Linked DNA regions of Mus musculus: region 2 is linked to region 1. Evidence: chromatin contacts called from public Hi-C data. All regions are on one chromosome and are shown on one strand. Each heading gives the region's core, a stretch centred on a gene start, on an enhancer-like site or on the middle of the called end of the contact. The rest is flanking DNA. Distances are from core to core; before and after follow the strand shown. Region 1 has its middle 44 kb from the start of Gm52536. Region 2 overlaps Tshz2 (teashirt zinc finger family member 2).

The links. A called contact is a pair of places that touch in the nucleus more often than the background predicts.
Region 2: a Hi-C map of the P5424 cell line shows a contact between it and region 1, with 2.2 times the contacts expected there. The contact joins two enhancer-like sites. A contact is called at or near these places in 1 of 39 promoter capture datasets (liver) and 8 of 484 Hi-C or Micro-C datasets (B cells, the P5424 cell line and embryonic stem cells).

What each region holds. Positions count from the first base shown.
Region 1 is chr2:169,119,132-169,127,063 of GRCm38.p6, reverse strand. No RefSeq gene overlaps it. Among named protein-coding and RNA genes, the nearest start is that of Gm52536, 44 kb to the right of the region's middle. Within about 2 kb of position 4,868, at least 2 of the 459 cell types and tissues checked have an H3K27ac peak or open chromatin away from gene starts, as enhancers often do. A contact at or near this core is called in the P5424 cell line, where this site is marked.
Region 2 is chr2:169,841,642-169,849,573 of GRCm38.p6, reverse strand. All of the region lies in intron 1 of Tshz2 (teashirt zinc finger family member 2), which reads right to left. Among named protein-coding and RNA genes, the nearest start is that of AY702102, 120 kb to the left of the region's middle. Within about 2 kb of position 2,938, at least 4 of the 459 cell types and tissues checked have an H3K27ac peak or open chromatin away from gene starts, as enhancers often do. A contact at or near this core is called in the P5424 cell line, where this site is marked.

The DNA.
Region 1 (7,932 bases), core at 3,619-6,118:
AAATGCCTGAGGTCAACCTCTGCCCTTCATGCCCACACATGCACATGTGCATACGCATGTGCCTGCATGTGAAAGAGAAGAGAAGACTAACCCTGTGTGGCACCAATCCTCATCAAATGCACAGCTAGAATCAGGCAGTGTTGAGGGTCAGGTTCTCTCAAAAGCAACACTGAATTGAAGAATGTGGATCCAAGGATGATGCAGAAAGGAATCTTAGTCAGCCCTGTGGAGCCCTGTGCACGGGAGCTTGAGGCCAGTGGGGTGTTCAGTCATGAGCATGAGCAAGCAACTGGAACTCCAGGGAGACAGTGTTATCATGGACCCTAGGTCAGCCTCTGAGAGTCCTATCTGTCTTCAGTCGATGGATCTTCCCCCAAATTAGCTCATCTGGCTTGTCTATCCAGTCCAGACCTCAGTGTGACTAGGTGCTTTGAGTTCCTCTCACTTTAACTTCCCCCAAAATGATGGCCTGTTGCCTGGAATCATGAGCTAAAATACACCTCTTCCTCCCACACCTGGCCATGTGCAAGAGAAGAGCTTGTTGGTGAGACAAGGGGAGGGCACTACCAGATCTACCCAAGGCCTGATGATTCTCCAGTGTCTCAACTCTCCAACGTTTTAGGGTTCCAGGTTGTGGGTTCCACACATGCCTAGAGGCCGCTGAGTCTACAGAGTGGGTCTGGTATGTCTGCCTGCTGGATGACACATGCAGGTTCCCCTTCTACACACAGCTGTGAAGACTTTACACAGTGGTTCTCAACCTATGGGTGGGAGACCCAACCTATGGATAGGAGCCCCTTTCGGAGGTGAATGGCACTTTCGTAGAGATCACATATCAGATATCCTACATATCAGATGTTTACAATTCATGACAGTAGCAAAATTACAGATATGAAGTAGGAACAAACTGATTTTATGGGTGTTTTTTTGGGGGGGGGGTGAGTCACCATAACATGAGGAGGAACTGTATTCAAGGGTTGCAGCATTAGGAAGGTTGAGAACCACTGATGGACACATTCAGCTGCTAGGGCCCCCTTCAGTGTCTCTGCTTGAAGAGACCATCACAAGAACTTGTCTCTTGAGTGTTCCCTTACACAACATAAAAATTTGTAAGGATTACCAGCGGTCTGTTCAACTAAAAGTAAATTAGCCTAGGGATTTCCACAGCCCCTGGCAATAACCCTAGGACCACCCATCCATGCCCCAGGCGCCAAGGTGTGGCACTCAGAGAAACAACAACCTGGAAAATGACATCTAGAAACTCTGAATTCAAAGGCTTCAAAGACTTCTGAAGGCCGCCCATTTGCGTCCGTGCTCAGGTATCAGGAAAGGGAGGGGATCACGGGAGGCCAGGATGTTGGAGATATTTTGAGAAGCCGTGGGCAGATGAGACATACATTATTCACCAGCACACAGACTTAAGCAGGCAGCCACCCACAGGCACTCGAACACATGCCCAGCACACACAGGCTGCACACGGGCTGCACACAGGCAGGCGTAGATACACATACAGACCAGCATTCAGGCTTACACACAAGCAGGCTGGCAAAGGTGAAGGCCTCTGACCTCGAGGTCATATTCACACAGAACCCACAGGAAGGGGACACTCTCCTGAGCCAGCTATACAACGGGACACACCCTTGTTTACTTCTGGGTTTCCAGGACACCTGATGTGAGGAATTTGATGCTGGTTCGAAGCTCCCCAGATATCCATTGTCAACCATGCTTTAACGGGCTCACACTTGATATCACGTCAGAACTATGTTGTGTAAACATAAACAGGCCCTTACTCTCTCTGTTCCCACACATCCTCACTCTTCTTGTGTTTGAAACCACGCTGGTGTACTTACAATCACTATGTCCTCTCCCTGACTCCCACACGTTCCCCAATTTTCTGAGTGCCTGCCCAGGGCCCTGGCCTCTTTCTTGGTTAATCTAGTTCACAAAAACCTCTCAACGCCTGATTGATTTCTTTTTTCTTGCTGAAATAGAATACTCTAAAAAGAGAGGCACAGGGAAGAAAGGTGCACTTGGGCTTATGGTTACAAACGGGACAGTCTATCACAGCAGAGAAAACACGGCAGCAGGAGAATGAAGCTGGCCTCACAGTCGGGAAGAGAAAGAAAGAAAGGACAGGAAGTGCAGTGAGGTTATGCAACTTCAAAACCCACCCCCAAAGCATACTTCCTCCAGCAAGGTGTCACACTATAAAGGCTCCAAAAGTCTCAAACAGGTCCATGAACTGAGGACCAAGCATTCAAATACATGAGTCTCTGGGAGACATTTCTGATAGATAGATAGATAGATAGATAGATAGATAGATAGATAGATAGATAGATAGATAGATAGGAATAAATATAGATAATTTAAAACAAATTTTAAATTGAAATACACTTTGATCATAATTTCCCTCCATAATTCCTCTCCCCTTCCCTAACCACCCAACTTAAAGTTCTTTCTCTAAAAACAAAAAGCCAATACAACATAAATTCCCCCCAAACCAAGAAAACAACATAAAACCATATGCCAAAAGAAAAAAATGTAATGAAATAAACACACACACACACACATCTGTGGAATCCATTCTATGTTGGTCAGCACTTCTGATTTTAAGGCCTGTTCTGGAGTGGTTGACCTACCCAGTGTCACCCTATTGGAGAAAACTGATTTTCCCCTCTCCAGCAGGTGTACGTGACAGCTCAGTTGTTAACCTTTACCCTAGTGGCTGGGTTTTCATTTAAAATATAACAAAATAAAATGTAGTAAGATAAAACAGGAACTAGCCACTGAAATTGGAGAAGACAAACAAACAGAAGGAAAAGGGCCCAAGAGAAAGCACGAGAACTAGGGACCCACTCAGGAACCCCTAAAAACACTAAACTGGAAGCCATAATTTCTTATTCAAATCACAGCGTTTGCCTGTTAATTAATCAACAGTTGTAAGCCGCACCCTTGATCTGCGTTGCCATTTAAAGCCTCGTGGGTCTGTATGCACATACTTCATGAGGCTATGATGTTTATATAAGAATGGATGATGTTATTCTGTAGTCAGACCAACCCAGTCATGGATATAACCCTGGCCATGTTTCATCTGTGACCGAAGCTCATATGGTATTATCATCCCAGAGAGACTGGTAGTTCCTTCACGGTGATGTGTGCAGGAACGTCTGCAGGCACAGCACAGCACATCAGCAATGGAGCAGGTGTGCACAGCCCTCCCCTTCTTACCCTGCGGGCTTCAGGCAGCCTTCCTCCCAACATCGAGAAGTGATTTCCGTGTCGCTGGCTTTGTGACCAGCTGCGAGACCTTACCGAGTTTTTCTGTGACACATTCATAATCTTTGAAACCCATTTCTGTTTTTAAGGCGCTGTTCTAGGGAGGGGACATCTGGAGACAGCTCATCTTTTTCTCAAAGACGATCCTGTCTGTGTCTGTGGAGGGATGCGAGTTGACAGGGTGCTGTGGCCGTGCTGTGTTTGTGAGAACCTCCTTTATTTACAGGAAACAGGTGCTTGGGGAAAGGCATTTGCAACGGATTGCTCTGCCCAGATGTGCGTTACTGAATCACACGGACAGGGTGGCTCACTAGCCAGGGATGGTAAAAAGCAATAAGTCCTTTCCCTCATTGGGAAGTGGGGGAAAGAAGGCTGGTGCCTACCTTCACAAATTCAAACCAGTGCAAATTCCAGCATAAACGAAGGATAGGCAGACAAGGCTCCACCCTCAGCAGAGAAACTATTGGCACGTGATGACTGTCACTGGCTTGGTCGTCTCCCCGTGCCCCAGTGGATGGTCCTACACCCAAGTGTTTATGGAAACCACTAATAGAATTTGGGGGTTCATTAGTAACCAAAGGGGAGCCTGGAAAGGTGACCCAGTGGTTAACAACGATTGCTGCTCTTGCAGAGAACAGAATTCAGTTCCTAGCACCCAAATCAGGCTGCTCACAACCACTAACTCCAGCTTCAGATGAGCTGATGCCCTCTGCTGGCCGCTGCGGGCACCTGCATTGGCACGCACATGGCCCTGCACAGACACGCCCATGCCCAAAACTAAGAACAAAATACACCTTAAATATATAACCCAAAAAGAAATCAAGGATGCTATGTTAGGAGACAGACAGGATCAGAGGACACGGGGTGGGGGGGGAGGAGGCATGGTGGTAAATGAATATAATCAAAATACTTTGTACACATATATGAAATGTCCAAAGAAATTCTTTTTTATATATTTCCTTTAGTTTATTTATTTATTCACTTTACAGCCTGGCTGCACTCCCCGTCCCTCCTCCCCTCCCAGTCCCACCGTGCTCCCTCCTCCTTCTCTTCCCTTCTCTGAGTACCACCCCACCCTGGCACATTAAATCACAGCAGGACTAAGAGCATCTTTCCCCACTGAGGCCAGACAAGGCAGCCTCACTAAGGGAAAAGGATCCAAAGGCAGGCAACAGAGTCAGAAACAGTCCCCACTCCCATTGTTAGGGGACTCGGGTGAAGACCAAGCTGCACCCCTGCTACATAAGCTAGGCCCAGCCCTGCATGCTCTCTGGTTGGTGGTTCAGTCTCTGGGAGCCCCCCAGGGGCCCAGCTTAGTTTACTCTGTAGATCTTCTTGTGGTGTCCTCGACCCCTCCCGCTCCCTCAGTCCTTCCGCCAAACTCTTCCATCAGAAATTCTTTTACTCGTGGCTCTGTGGCCCAGTATGAAGACTCCCATACTGGAAGTGACCCTTATTTGTTTTTGATTTGATTTTTATCACCCAGAAACTTGAATTTCTGCCACCTGGAGAATGTTTATACTTGGCCTGGTTTCTGAAAAGCGAGGACCCAGGTTTCTTCCTGGGATACCCCGGGATACTCGGCACAGTCTTCTAGGCCCTAGACTAGCACTAACAGCCGGCTCTGGGGCTGGGGAGGCAGCTTTCAGTGGTAAAGATGTTTGCCTTGCAAGCAGGAAGACCTGAGTCCTCACCTCCAGGACCCACACAAAGCTGGACGCAGCAGTGTGTGTGTGTGTGTGTGTCCATGTGCGCATGTGTGCACTCGCCCAGTACTTCTATAGTGGGCAAGGAGAATTCCTGGAATTTCACAGGCCAGCTAGGCTGGCCTACCCAGCAGTGAACAAGAAGCCCATCTCAAACAAGGCAGGGATGAGGACCACTAACCAAGATTATCTTCTCAGACACACACACACACACACACACACACACACATACAACACAAACACACAAAGACAAACACTAGTCAGCTTTTAAAGGGGAGATTTTTTTTCTTTCAACAATTAATTCCTAAATTTATAATATATGATGCTGTCTCCTGATTGTGTAGGGGAACAGAGGGATGTGTGTGTGTGTGTGTGTGTGTGTGTGTGTGTGTGTGCGCGCGCGCGCACGCGTGCGTGCGTGTGTGTGTGTGTCCTCCTGTCTCCTGATTTCCAGCACTCCAGTTACATGCATGCACCGTTACAGGAGGATTATTTTTTAATGTAAACACTGGGGATGAAACTCAGGTCGCCGTGTTTATAAGGCAGAATCAGAATGACCCCTAGGACCCAGTAGCCTGACACAGGAAACCATGTGGCAAGCTTCAGGTTGCTGACAGACACTGTCTCAAAAATAAAAGTGGACAGCACCTGAGGAAAGATATCCAAGTCGACCTCTGACCCCCACAGACACGCTCACATACACATGTTCAGGTCCACCTGCACACATTGATATACACACACACTCTCTCTCTCTCTCACACATATCACACACGCATACTTACACACATTCATATATGCACATATATATACATCGCATCTATGCACAAACATACACACATTTCATATACGTCGCATAAATGCAGAGAGGAAATTGAAGCTTTGTTCTGCGGCAGAGAATCCTGACCAACTAAAACACTTCCCAGAATTCTTACAACCTCACTTTCCTCTGGCTTCCTCCCTGGCCTGTTAAGTCCATCAAGGAGAAGACTAGGTCGGAGCTGTTCACAGCGCCTGCTGGATCCTCCACAGGCATAAGACAGTCGGTGAGCAATTTACATGTGAGGTTTCACATTTAAAACAAAACGGATCACTTTCTAAAAATTACTAGCACCATAGCTCCAGCGAATGAACTTTAAAATACAAACATCAACCAGAAGAAAGCTGCAGTCTTTATCATGTTAATCTAAAAAGCAGTGACAGGCAGTCCAGGAGAAATTTATCAGTGGATCATAACACATTCTTAATAAACTTAAGATGAAAGTTAACTTCCAAAATAAAGCGAAAGATATCTCTTTCAAATCACCACATAAAATCAGACTTATAAAATCTTAACAACAGTTCCATAAAAATCCAAAAATAAAGACAAAATTAAAAGCATTGTTGGCCAACACTATTGAATGTCTTTCCTGAAGAATGTGATTGATAAAGTTGTATTAAGAAATAATTTGACACACAATTATTGAAATGTTCAAGACATAAGTATTGGAGGATTCTATGATAATTTTCTAGGAAAGTCAAGGGATTTGTTTTAAAAAGACAGAAATAAAGGTTTAATAAATTGACCAGACACAAAATAAATTCTAAGAATATGCCAGTGATGTGGTGAGATTGAATATTAATTAAAATGTATAGTTCAACACACAATTATCTCAAGCTTGAAGTCAAACTTAGGGAAATGGTTTACATTAAGAAATTCTGACCTGTGGTTGACAGCACTGGCTGCTCTTCCAGGGGACTACAGTTCAGTTCTCAGCATCTACTTAAGGAGGCTCAGAAAGTCCTGAAACTCCAGGTCCAGGGGCTCCAGTTCCCTCTGGCTTTCACAATCACTTGATTTATGTTATACCCTATACACACACACACACACACACACACACACGCACGCACGCACGCACGCACGCACGCACGCACGCACGCACGCACGCACGCACGCACGCACGCACGCATGCATGCACTCACACACAAAAACAATGGAAATTCTGAGCCAGGCATGGTAGCTCACGCCTGCAAACCCAATACTGGACCTGCAAAGACAGGAGAGTCACTGAGAGTTCGGGGCTAGCCAGAACTAATAATGAGTTCCAGACCAGGCTGAGATGACTATAGATATGGCAAGTTTTATTTTATATTACGTACATATTCACACAATTTTTAAAAGTTACTAGGAGTTAAAGGAACCCGTCAGTCAGTGCTGGGGCCATTCTCCTAAGAGCCTTCCATGACAGCTCGGCCCACGGCGAGAAGAACTTCATCCCTCACAGCACGTGGAAAAGAGCTCACAGCAGAACCAGGAGTATAGGCTTAAAGCCACTAGGTCCCTCTGCCCACACCAAGTGGTTCTCTCCCCCCGGGGCTTACCATGCCTGCTCCATTTCAAATCTTCTATGGGAGGAATGCCTGTTGTTTTTTAATAAACCTTTCAAAACTGGACTTTGAGCTGGACACGATGGCACCCAAGAGGCTGAGGCAGGAGGATCACTATGAGTTTGAGGCCAGTCAGAACTACATATAAAGTTCTAGACTGTCTATGCATGAGATTTAGTGTGAGACCGGCTCAAAACAACAGCCAAAACCAAAACCAGGAAGAAACAGAAAAAGTAGATTCTATAAATGTGTTATGTGAGTGCCTTCCTGTCTCTATGTGCACCAGTGTGCCCTGGTGTCCTCAGAGGCCAAGAGGACATGGGATATCTGGAACTGGAGTTACCCATGACTGTGACCTACCTGATGTGTGTGCTGGTCGGTGAACCCTGTCCTCTACAAAAGCAGCAAGCGTTTGTAAGGGCTGAGCCGTCTCTCCGGTCCCTCGTCCAGCCTTTCCTTAACCCTAAGTCCACTCTAGAAATCAAGTTTAAATCCATCCACACCAAGAGTTAGAAAGTTAATCTCACTTCCACCTATACATGAAAGCTCAAAGAGAAATTCATTGGAACATTTAAAATGAGAGGAG
Region 2 (7,932 bases), core at 1,689-4,188, 720 kb before region 1:
CAACCCTGGCTCTGCACACTTGGTCTTGTTTTCCTGCCATTAAACTTTCAGGCCCCAGGACCTGGGAACTCTAAAGCCAGATGGGGGCGTCCATTTGGGTATTATTATGGGCAATGCTGCTCCCTTCCTATTCTCTAACCCTCAGTGGCCGTATGTAGCCTCAGTAACCTAGTCTTTAAAATGGGAACAATGTCTCCCCTGGCTAGAGTCAGAGAATGGTTTGGGTGAGAGATAGGTTTGGCTCCCAGCGTGCCAGCCAGCAGTGCATCCAGCCAGCAGAGGGTGCTCACGCGAAAGGCTGCAGGTGGCTGACTGCCACTCAGTGTAGGCAGGTGGTCCAGGCAGGTGTCCCTCCCCCATTCTGCCTCTCCTGAAGGAGGAAACAGTCGCACAAGGTGGACACGAGGACACTCATCTACCATTACACCTGCACATTGCCAGCTATGGGATTTTCTGGAATACTTTCTAATACCGCAGCCTGACCATCAGAGGCTAAAAATACCAAACAGGTCTGCTCTGGACCAGCAAGAAATGGCTTCTTTGGAACTGGAGCCTGACTGACTGCTGCTGTGATCTCTGCCACAGCCCTGCAGAGAGTCTCGTGGACAAAGCCAGCTTCCCGAATGGGAACCCAGTTGTGCTTTCTGACCACTCAGTCCCAGGAAGATGCAGACAAATTGGAGCAAGCTCAAAGCAGAGCCACCCAAATGATGGTGTGGAGACAAGATTGATGGGTAGACAATGATTGAAGCAGTCTCGAGCATCTGAGCTGTCTTCTTCAGGTGACAAAGCCGAGAGTGACATATCGTGGGGCTCCTCGCCCCTGTGAGAGACTGAACACCCGACAGAAGAGGAGAGAGAGGAAGAGAAAAGGGAGGAGGAGGGTAAGGGAGATGAAGGAGAAGAGGAGGGGGAAGAGAGATGAGGAGGAAGAAGAGGGGGAGACGGGAGATCGGTGCAGCGTTATTTGAGATGAGTAGGCTGGGTCACACCTATGCTTGCAAGGCATGGATCATTCTGATTTCTCTCTGGCCTGGATTGAATTTTCTAGCCTATCACACACACCCGAAGTCCTTGTTATTCAAAGATATCACATGCTAAAGGCTTCACTGCTGGCCTCTAGTGCTTTTGGGAGCTGGTGGTATCTTAGAAGTAGGGCTTACTAGAAGAAAGTTAAGTCACACGGGTATGCCAATGATGGGAATATTGGTACCGTGTCCTCTTCCTGTCTCTGGCTTTGCTTCCTGGCCATCACGACGTGAGCAGCTTTACCACAACATATGCTCCCGATGTGACTTACCACTTCCCTGTGGGCCCAAAGGCAACAGGGCCAAGGGGCAGCGGGCTCAAACCTCTGAAACCATCAGTCACCAAGGCAAATGTTTCTTCCTTTTATCTGATTATCCCAGGTGCTCTGCCGTAGCAGCAGAATGCCAACTGCCACCGCCACTTGCTGTGTCTGACTTTATATCATCATGCTTCACTGTGTCTTCTTGAAGAAAGCACAGGCTAAGACCCCAGATTAGCCATACACAGGGCTTCCCTAGCCTGTACTAGGTTCTATCCAGTATGATGCTCTACCTTTAAGAAGCAGTCAGAAATATCTGTTGAATTAAATCATCCTGTCATGCAAGGTAAACGAAAGCTATTCTGAAGCCAGGCTGGACATGCTGCCAGAGGTCAACCCGCCTTGTGAAGTCAGGGTAACACGGTGGTATCTTTTGCCTTTTTATTTTTCAGGTGCCCTTTCGGTCTGACATGAGACTTGCCATCACAACCACTGAGGTTGGATTGTCAGTGTTCACTTGCATGAAATTCCAGGAAAAAGTCCAATTATTTTGTTGATTAAATTCTTAATGGTATCCCAAACACAAGCTGTTCCTATAGGAAACGCATCTTCATTGAATTATCCGTGTGTGGGATGTGTGTGTGTGTAGAGTATGTACATGGAACAGGGTGGGGCAGTGAGCGGGGTGCAGGCTTCGCTGGTGCTACAGAGCTCAATTTTCCTTATTGACTGATTAATTAAAGTTTAAACACTTTTCCTGCCGTGGGTTTAACGGCTGTGCAGTCAGCCTGGCTCAGCCTTGCCGGGTGCTGAATGCCCGTGTTGCTTAGCTGTGCTGAAGCGCCCAGGTGCGGCCACAGAAGGCATTCGGGGACCAGCTTCTCTTCAGGACTAATTCAGGCTCCAAATTGTCATGTTTCTTCAGAGAGGGAGCCAAAAGGTACAAATTTGCATGCATTTAAGAGAACGATAACAAAATTTCCCACCAGTGTTCTCCAAAGTCTTAAAGCCCAAGATGGGCAGGCTTGGAGCCATTTGAAAATTCATTTAAAAGTTTTCATTTGTAAGGCATGGTGAAACTTTCTAACAGAATGGAAGTCAAGTTTTAGCTTCCTCGGTATTAATGAGACTGAGCAGGAGGCATCTCTGTCTCTCTTTCCCCAGTGCCTGCTGCTCTTGCTCTCATTCATGGCACCCGGGTTTGGATTTTCTTATGGAGTGGGGCTCGCTCCACAGGACTCGGGGGACTAAGCCTTCTCTGTCCACATGACAAGCAGAACATTGAAGTCCAGGAGCAGCTATTCTAACCTCTCTAGCCATGGTAAATGCCCAGAAATGGGCTCTTGATCTGATGTTGATAAGGCTATAGAGTCTTTGGTGGGAAATATCATTCCTTCCCTTCCTGATGCTCTGAACCTAGGCTGTGGCTCATTACACGTCTCATGGCTGTGACAGAAATATGTCACAGAAACCTAGGACAGAGAGTCGATTTTGGCTTGTGGTTCCAGGGATGGTTTAGACCATCATGGTGGGGAAGACCTGTGGAGGGTTAGCCCTGCCCACAGTGGAAGGGCTTGCTTAGGGCAGGACAACACATGCCTCGTAGGAGTCAGAGATAGGATACTATGCTGTCTGTTTTGACTCTTGTCACTGCAACTAAGCACAAGAAACAACTTAAGAGAGGGTCGTGGTTAGTGTCGCGTGTTAACTTGATACTGCTGGGAAGAAGAAACCTCGACTGAGAAACTGCCTCCACCAGATTGGTCTGTGGCCACATTTGTGAGGTATTCTATTATTTACTAATTGATATGGGAGGGCAAAGCCCACTCTGGGCATTGCTGTCCCTATGCAGGTGGGCTGTATAAAAAGGTAGCAAAGCAAGCCATGGGAATCTAGTCAGTAAGATGAGCTCCTTCGTGGCCTCTGTATAAGTTTCTGCCTCCAGGTTCCTATCTGAGCTCCTGCCCTGACTTCCCCTGGTTATGGACTCTAACTTGTAAGATGAAATAAGCCCCCTCCTCCCCAGGTTGGTTCTGGTGGTGATGTTTGCCATAGTGACAGAGAGAATCAAAGTAGGACTTTGAGGAAGAGTTTGTTTTGATCATGGTTTGTTTAGAGTGGCACAGTCCACCATGGTGGAAGAGTCGTGTAGCAACAGTGTGAGGTTGGCTGGTGACATTGTGTCTGCTGTCTGAGGCAGAGAGGGGTTTCACAGCCTCCCCCAATGACATCACCAATAGGGGGCTGAATGTTGGGGTACCGGAGCCTGTGGACGACACTTCACATTCAAACCACAAAGCCTGCTTCTCTGTGCTCTACTTTTTCCACTTTCTGGAGATTCTTATAGCTCCTCAATTCAGCACCATTAGTTTGGACCACAAGGACAGGAAGGTGTAGAATGTAGTCGGGTCCACTTCCATGAAGCAGAGTCTTTTGCGATTAAAACCAGAATGAAGGAAAGAGCAGGCAAATCCTGAGTCCAATGTCACCTCCTCATCCCTCAAGTCAAAGACTGATAAAGGCTCCTTTCACCAGTGTTGTGGCTTAGAACAAAGATGCCCCAAGCTAGAGAGATAGCTCAGATCATAAATGTAAAACAGCCCAGCCAAATGGCAAACTCCAGGCCACAGAGAGAGCCTGTCTCAAAAATGAAATAAAATAAAATAAAGTAAGATAAAATAAAATAAAATAAAATGATAAAATAATAAAATAAAGGATGCCTGAAAAATAAAAGCCGAGGTTTATCCCTGGGCTCTGTGTGAACACAAACACATGCGTGTGCATCTGTACACACACGTGCACTTACCCACTCGCCCCCAGTTGGTGGTGAAAGTATGGCTTTCAACCTCTATCTAGAGAGCAGTAAAGGCAGAGGGTGGGTCTCCCTGAAGTGACTGACCCCTTTGTCTGAGGATCAGGTCTGCCCACTGGGCTCCTCAGTTCCTGAAATTCATTTACCAAGGAAGCTTGAAAGCCTCTGCCAAAGGAACAGACCGAAATCCGCACACCTCACTTTCAGCTCAGAGGAGATGTCCCAGGCTCTCAGGGTCAACTCCCCCCCCCCTGAAGGTCATTACAAAACCTGCTCCTGAGAACCCACCTACAGCTCCCACCTCCCTTACATGGAAAAGATGTTTTTCAGCTTCAACCACGCGGCCCTCCCTTAGGTCTCGTGAGTGAATCACGTTGCTCTCCACACACACACCCATTAGCAAATTCACGTGCCCTTCCTCCAGATGACCTGTTTCCAGGTTAATTCAGAGAAGTCCACTGTTGGCCCTTCAGAAAGAATATATAAGCATCCTTAGCCCAAGTTAAGCTGGGCTTTCTGACTCTTGACTACAAAGAATGCTGATAATTGTACAAGTCTGCCCTCCCCCGCAACGAAATGCATCCTAATATTTCAGGATTCTCCTTGGGGGTGGGGATAAAATAAGAGGACCCATGACCATGATGCCTCCATCTTGCGCTGTGCACTAGTGAAGGAGATAACTACAAGAAAGAATGTTCTAGACAGACTTGGTTAGCATAATTAGCCACAGCCTTCATTAGCCAGAGCCCATGACAGAATCACCATGACAGAAACCGTATGACAGGAATGGAAATCTCTTCAAATGGGGTTTTTTATTTTCTTTAAACCAGCAAAGCAGTTTAAGAGCCGGCCAGAGTCTCATCAATGCTTATGCTTATGTAAGGCTTTAAATTACTGCAAAGTCATGTCCCTTGCATTTCCTACTTGAAGCCCAGGGGCTCTGTGTGGGGGATTCTGGGAAGGTGGCAATGGAAAGAGAGCCTGTGGATGAGTCAGGTCCCCATGCAAACAGCACCTCTGTGACCCCGAGGGAGCCCAGGCTCACCAGCAAGCTCACCTATGAAGAGAGTTTAAATGTGGGCGGCCTAGGCGGGGCTGGCCTTCCTTGAGACATGAGAACTTCTCAGGTTTGCCTTTGTGGAGTCTCCCTACCATAAATATCAAAGGGTTCTTTTGGGGTGTCTATAATTAAACTCAGGGTCTCCGGAGTGATAAGCAAACACTCCACTACGGTGCTAGACCCCTTTGTCCCTTTCACTTTGAGATAGAGGCTCGATAAGTTGCCCAAATTGGCCTTGAACTTACACTAGAGCTTGGGTACGGAGGGACTTGAACTCAGCATCCCCTGCCTCAGCCTCCTAACTAGCTGGAAAGACAAGTCTCTCAGCTTTAAAGACATTCTTGGTATTCTTTCATGTGCCCCACTGGATAGCCTTTATGAGTGTTAGATGAAATGGAGCAGATTTTTTTGTGAGCCCTAAACTTTCTAGTGTTTTCATACATGAGATAGAGACTTTGTTTTTAAGTTCCCCTCCTCTTGCTTTACAAGACCTTCAGACATTTCTAGCTGCCTCTGCAAGTTTTGTGGTCCCAGACTGACTGTACTGTACGTAATGGAGTGGGGGCCCCTAGGGGGTGTCTGGGGAATTCCTGGTTCGCTTTGCTCTGTTTCACACACAGCAAAGCCCTTGTATCTTTCATCAACCATTTAATTTTAAATGGAAGTCTTGGGTAACTGTTTAGTGACCCCGGGCAAAGTTACTTAAAGCCAAGTCTTGGGGCCTGGCCCTCCTCTGTAAATTGGGCATAGCCATAATCCACACCTCACGGGTTGTTGTGAGGATTTAATGACTCGGTTTGGATAATGTGCCTGGCAGAGGCTGGCGAGCACACCACATGTAGTAAATACCAGCTTCTAATACTTCCATTGCTGTTGCCTTTATTATTTCCAGACAGCTTCTCAGAGAGCATAATTATCCATTTGTTTTCCCTCTCTCTCCCTTTCCCTCTTTCTCTCCCTCTCCCTTCCCCTCTCTCCTCCCCCTCTCCCTCTCTCCCTCTTCCTCTCCCCTCCCTCCCTCTCTCCCTCTCTCCTTCCTCCCTGTCCCTTTCCCTCTCCCTCCTCCTCCCTCCCCTTTCCCCTTCCCCCCTCTCGATTTTCTTCTCCTAATTGTCACAACCAACCCCAACACTTTCTATGGAAACTTGAAGCTGAGCTTGTTGGAGACGTAGTAATAATCCCAGCACTCTGAAGACAGAGGCAGGAGGATCACAGGTTTGCAAACTTGAGATAGTGTGCATAGTGAAAACGTACCTAATGAAAGTAACAAGAAAAAGAGAAAGGAAAATCAAAACACTGCAGAAATATCTGAAGTAGGAGTTCAATTCATGGCCCCCTTTGTCATTCTTCCTGCTAGGCAGAATTAAGCTCTGTGAAGAGCCTTGGAGTAATACACTCTCTCTCTCTCTCTCTCTCTCACACACACACACACACTCACACACATTCACACACACTCACACACACACACACTCACACACACACACACACTCACACATACACACACACACACTCACACACACACACACACTCACACATATACACATACACTCACACACACACTCACACACACACACACACACTCACACACACACACACACAGTCTTTTTAAAATCAAGGTTCTATCTATGAATCAATGTCTTTTTCACTGAACTGTTCATCAAGGTGAACTGCCCACTTCAGGACACATGGACAAGGGGACTGTCATCTTCCTCTTTCCTGCAGGTGGCTGCCTCTGCCTAGGAAATGGGTCCTTTCCCTTCCAGGAAGCATGGCGAGAGGTCTATCACTCTATCACGTCCTGACGAAGAGCTCCTCTTTACCCAGTGGCGCTGTGTGTCCAAGGGTGTGGCCTAACTTAGTTCATCTTCATCTTCACCCTCTTGGCTTTCTCTTCAGGTTACGCAAAGGATCGGGGGAGATATTAGGAGACCTAGTTTGCTTCTGCCAGCTGCTCCCAACCATACTCCTAATGAAATTGCATTCTGACACAGATATTCCGGGCTTGATCGGTTTGGAAGGGATGGAGAACTTTCTGACGAGCACTCCTAAATAACAGCCATCAGGTGCCACTTGCCAGCCCTTGTCTGTGGCTAGATGTTATTGCTGCTTCTTGAGTTATTTACCTACAATTTACTGGTGGGCATTTGAGTGGTTGCCAGGAGTTCTTTGCCTTCCAACTTTCCTGCACTGTAGAATAGGGCGGGGCGGGGAGGGCAATAGAATGGATGTTAGAATGATGTAGACTTTTCCCATGTGAGTGAGTGCTCTCATCGCTGCTGGTTCATAAATGCCTTTTCTAATGTTCCGAGAAGTTGATATCACGTCAAGGAAAAATGGGGCTGAAAGGCAGATAGAGGAGTGAAGCTCTTGGGGAAGGGGGCAGCTCCACCATGCAGTTAGAAATCCGGAGAGTCAAGAGTCAGTGACAGGAGCCCCAGGGATGCCTGACTGTCCCGGGCTGGACAGTGCCAACAACTGAGCCACTGGCATGAGGAGACAAAGCATACAAACAAGGCTTATGGTCACATAGACTAGTAGGTAAGCAGTGTGGCCCCTCCCCCATTCTGGCAGGCGGCAGATGAGGGATAAGAAACCCCCAGAATTTTCTACTCACAGTACTTTCCAAGAGTAATCAACTGCTCTGAGGTCCTCTTCTCTATAAAACAAGGATAAGGGCGGCACGTACCATGTGGGGTTGCGAGTATCTTAAATGAGGCAACCGTGTGAAGGATCTCTCACCACACAAACTGCCCAGTTCCTAGGAAACGATTG